Regions from separate parts of the Danio rerio genome. Here region 1 is linked to region 2. Evidence: chromatin contacts called from public Micro-C data. All regions are on one chromosome and are shown on one strand. The core of a region is the stretch at or near the end of the contact, and the rest is flanking DNA. Distances in the headings are between cores, read along the strand shown. Region 1 holds the start of arpp19a (cAMP-regulated phosphoprotein 19a). Region 2 holds the start of atosa (atos homolog A).

The links. Hi-C and Micro-C count contacts between places; a contact is called where the count stands out from the background.
Region 1: a contact with region 2 is called in a Micro-C map of caudal fin, with 8 times the contacts expected there. The contact joins the promoter of arpp19a here to the promoter of atosa in region 2. A contact is called at or near these places in 3 of 18 Hi-C or Micro-C datasets (caudal fin, hematopoietic stem cells and an unstated tissue) and 2 of 4 datasets of contacts at active chromatin or transcription factors (embryo and gastrula embryo).

Annotation. Positions count from the first base shown.
Region 1 is chr18:41,799,232-41,801,931 of GRCz12tu, reverse strand. It overlaps arpp19a (cAMP-regulated phosphoprotein 19a), which reads right to left and starts at 1,355. Exons shown (of 3, transcript NM_200630.1): 1 at 1,257-1,355. The coding sequence starts at 1,301.
Region 2 is chr18:41,687,434-41,690,202 of GRCz12tu, reverse strand. atosa (atos homolog A) reads right to left here and starts at 1,427. Exons shown (of 12, transcript NM_001202420.1): 1 at 1,122-1,427. The coding sequence starts at 1,233.

The DNA of each region.
Region 1 (2,700 bases), core at 106-2,605, 110 kb before region 2:
CTGCTAACAAACACATAATATTACTTCATACTGTACATGTACACTTCAAAAAACATTTTCTATTTGGGTAAAAAAATACTTTGCTCCCCTGCTTGCCGGACAACGTGGGCTATTTTATAAAAAGATTGTATTTTAGGTTAATAGCCACATAAAATAGGACAACAGACATCCAAAGACTAATTTTAAATTAGCTTTGAATGTAAATATGAAGCGACAAAAATTCAGTTGGACATTCTCATCTATCTATAAATTTTATTGCTAAAAATAAAAAAATTTATATATAATAACAATTTGGTGGACTATTGTGTAACAGCCTATATAAAATTCATGTATGGAAACATAGTTATTGACAGTCTTAGCACTGATATTCTCAACAACTATGGCTAATATATAATGGCAAGAATCAGATTTAGTTATTTCCAAAAGTAAAACTAGATGTTTAGATGTTTTAGAAAGATTAATAAATAAAATCTAAAGGTATCAAGAGAACAAAAGTTTCTTACAGGGGTAGAACTGAAGTATTACAGTCTAATAAAACTTAGTTAATATAGTTAACTGTAACAGAAATATGGGATATTCGTAATCGCCACAGTTCTCAAATCTTAGTCTAGAGATTACTTTTTATGTAACTGAGCTTTAATTTCAATATCGAAGTGTATTGATTATTTTGAATGAAATGATGGTGCTGTTTTATTCATTGTATGTCGTGTAAGAATTTCATGATTATAAAATCTTTGTCAATCTACACTGACTTCCCTCAGCTTACGTATACATAGACAGAGAAATTGTAGTTAATATAACGATACTGATGGCTTTGCACCAGTAAACTTAGCTTCGCATGCTAATGGTTAGCTAACATCACAACCCTATCTGGAACAAGACAAACTAACAGCAACATTATTAATAGCCAAATTTCAACCCATACATTTTCTCCACTTTATCTATCAGGAAATGTAATAGAGATGGTCATTTTAATATTCTATCAGAGTATTGGTCATAAAAGGCCTTAACACATCTGTAGCAGCAGAGCTTTGAATTAACGTTACATTCAGATGTACCAGAAAGACAGAACATAAAGCTAACATCAAATCCGCCAGTGGTAATAAAGCAGGGTTTATAGGAAGATCGCTTTTTAACCAGTGTGTTATCGATGCTATGTGAATTTATCCGAGTCGGTAAATACTGTTTTATAGCAGAGAAGCTCATATCTCCTAAGACTGCAACGGTTTGATGTCATAATCTTCAAATATACTCACTTTCTGCTCCGCCACATTCGTCTCCTCAGACTTTATATCCTCCATTTCGCCTTATATATTTGATCTGTGTTGATTGTTTAGTTTAGAAATCACAATCTGAGCTTCTAATCTGCGGACTATTCTACTGTATGCATATAGCCCGCCCACGAACGTACCAATACTACTATGGTGAAGGCTGACTAATGAATAATAATCACGTAAGGTGACGTACGACCAATGGTAATGAATGGTAATTCATTTTATATATATATATATATATATATATATATATATATATATATATATATATATATATATATATATATATATATATATATATATATATATATATATATATATATATATATGTATTGTTTATTATTATTGTGTTTTAACAATACAAACATATTAACCACTTGGATGACATCAAGTACAATAATAAACAAGTAAAATTAATAAAAATAATAATTAAATAATAAAAACAACACACAGAGGCAAAGTACAGGGGCAAATTCTCAAATTAAATAATATTTACCAAGTCTTTAATAAAAAAATTCAGTTTTAATTTTTTTTTGCTGTAAATATTTTGTAAAGTAGTAATTAAACATATTAAGTCACATAGAACAATCTGCAACTTAACCGGGTGCTCCGGTTTCCCACACAGTCCGAAGACATGTGCTATAAGTGATATGGGTGAGCTAAATTGTTCTTAGTGTATGTGAGTAAATAAGAGTGTACGGGTGTTTGCCTTTGATGGGTTGCAGCTTGAAGGGTATCCGCTGCGCAAAACATATGCTGGATAAGTTTTCGGTTCATTCCACTTTGGCGACCCCTGATGAAAAAAAGGACTAAGCCGTATAGAAAATAATTGAATGAATGAATGAATGAATGAATAATGTACAGTTTGGTGACTAGATTTCTGAACAAAATAGTTGCACATATTACTATCTATAGGTTGTATTTTTTAAAGTTGTCACAGTATGTCATCAGTGATATATAATGGAGTTTTAGTTAGGGTACTTTTTAATTTAACTGTTTTATTGATGCATATTAGTCAGAGAGTTCGAATACAAAGAATCACAAGACATCAATTGTTCTAAAAGAAAACAAAATTACTTAACATTTTCTTCCTCTCTGAATCAAACAGCACAATTATATATTCTTGCATCAAATAGGTAGGCTATTTTTGACATGATTTCATAAGTCTTGCATAATTTATAAAGGAAGTTTGTATTTAACTGGAATTATTTGTAATTTGATACATTCACATCAGCTCTGCTACTGGAATCGCCAGTGTATTAATGTTGGTTTTGTTATTATGGATGATGTTCTCCTGCTTGACCTCTGTGGATTTGAGATATGGATCAATTGCATGTCAAAAATCTTCAGAGCTTTTCAGAGTTCAGAGCACACCTACTGATTGTGTAATCATCACAGAGTGTGTAATTGTTACGGAATGTGTAAT
Region 2 (2,769 bases), core at 178-2,677:
ACTATGGCTCTGTGTAGTAAATGCTGCTGCATCTGCAATCATGTGAAAATACAACATAAACTGTTTTTATTCAAACTCTTTTCCTTATTTCAGTCAAGTGTTTATATTAGTAGTTGTGGCCATTTATGGTTTTATGATTCTTAGTCACATTACTAGCTTAAAGTTTCTGCACAAGTGCACCCTCTGGCCTTTGGAGGATATTTACTAGACGTGCTTCCCTGACAAGATGTACATGAGAATCGCTTAATCGCATTTGCAGTTTCATTTCGAATAATCACCCAGCCCTGTGTAAAAAATAAAAATAATAATGATAAAAAGTAACAGACTAAAAAGCCTGACCTACTTAAAACAAAGCTAGCTAACCTAACCAAGACCACATCCAACTAAAGCAAATCTGACCTTGCTCTGATTCTAAACAAAGCATTCACATACCTAAACAAATCAAACATGCATCCAACAAAAAAGCCAAGCTCAAATCAAACTAAACGCATAGTCAAACAAAAATACATGTAACCAACAAAAACACATTTAAATCCAAACACCTAAAAACAAATACACACCTTGTACAAAGTCTGGCCAAAACAAACCCATACCCAGCTTAAACAAACCTATACCAAACCAAAACAAACATTTACCAAACCCAAACGGCAAATATGCAATCCATATGCATATAAGCAACAAAACAAAACCCAAGAACCATCAAAACCAACTTATCCCCAACCAAAACAAACACATTTACATGATTGTACACATATTATCGACGATAAATCGCGTTACAGTAACGGTAGCGAATGTAGAGAACGCTCTTATATAATAAAAGGACAGTTTTAAAGAGTGTGAAGATGTTTATGTCAGCGGAAAAAAACACAAACAACATACAGCGCACACACACATTGACACAGCTGATCTAGGGCGCTTTGTTCTGTTCAGAAAGCGACAACTAACGCATTAGCAGCGACAAAAACAAAATGTTACAATGCATCATCTGCACATTATCAAAGCACATGCATGAAACAATGAAACAAACACTGCAGCGCCGTGACGTCACGACTCAAACACAGATGACATTCATACACTGGTGTAATCACGCAATTTTCTATTCTTTTATTGGATATATTTACCTCTGTCAGGTTTCATGTTGGTCACAGACACCGTGATCCCCTCCAGGATGCCCGCGGTCCGTCTTCCGTCTTCAGATCTTTGTTTAGACTTAAAAACTCGTCCCTTAGACATCGGTTAGCTATCGATCTGGCACACAGCCATTCGGATATTAACGATCTGAACTGTGAGATCAAGCGTGGATCTATATGCCACTGTATGTTAAGAGTCCAGCGGTCTGATGAACTAGTCCATCAAAACACCAGCGGTCTACTTAAATAAACACGCAATTATCATCCCTCTTCTCTATCTAGATAAATATCCCGCCTGCCAGTCGCCTCATTGCCGATGCTTAAACGAGCTCCAGTGCCAACACACCAGTCTCTCCTCTGCCACTGATCTGCTCAAATTAAAGCCACATGAGACGCATCGGGATCCCCGAGATCATTTTCACCAACCAGCAAGATCGGACCCTGGACTGGTAGATGAGACACTAACAAGGAACCACCAACATCATCATCATCAACATCACCATCATCTACTCCAGACTGGAGAAATGTTACGTTGCTGTGGCGAGTCTCACTTTAGCCGACAAGAAGTGGCTCATTTCTCTAAACCCCCTTCTTTTTCGACCACTTGATCATAAACCCTCCCCATAAAAGCAAGAAAACACTGGTGACGGAACGACTAGGTTAACAACGTTGAAACTATCTGCACGACGCGACTGGCAGAACGCGATGACGGACTCTAAACAGAAGTTTTCGAGATGTCTGAACGATATCTCGGAGATTAAATGATCAGCAGGGACAAAGCTCATGTTCTCTCTCTCTCTCTCTCTCCTTCTCTCTCTCTCTCTCTCTCTCTCTGCTTGTCAAAACAAATGCAGGAGGACAGCCTCTTAAGTCATGTGTCCCAACAACAGCTGGTCCCGCCCCCAGGTTGGACGTCACTTCCGCCCCACGGCACTCGCTTGAACCTGTTCCCGCGAAACTCGTGGATGTAACCCCCTTTGGGTTAACACAAGTTTACAAGAGTGTGAATGCTTAAATGCAAATGTTTTTTTTTCTGCTGGAACTCTCCCACCGTGAAAAAAATACTATAAGTAGCTGTAATTGTTGTGGTAATTCTAGTTGAAGAGGTGATACAACAATTATAGTAATATAAACGAATAACCAATAGGCCTACTGTATATTTTCGACATATGGGCTGTTATACAGTGCCCAGCATATATAAGTACACCCCTCACAAATCTATCTTTTAAATTCATATTTTTTTTATATCCATACCCAGCAAAAACAAACCAAAACAAACATTTACCCAAGCTAAAAGGTCAACAAAACAAAACCCCAGAACGTTCAGAACCAACGTGTCCCCATTCAAAACAAACTAAATCAAACACATTTATGTGAATATACACATATTATTGACAATAAACAAGGTTACAGTAATGTTAGTGAATGTAGAGAACGGCCTTGTATAATAAAAGGACAGTTTTAAAGAGTGTGAAGGTGTTTATGTCAGCAGAAAGAAAACCCGAATACAGCATACAGCGCGCGCACACACACACATTATCACAGCTGTTCTAGGGCGCTTTGTTCCGTTCATAATCTGTTGTGGTTATTCTAGTTGTAGAGGTGATACAATAATTATAGTAAATAAATAACCAATACT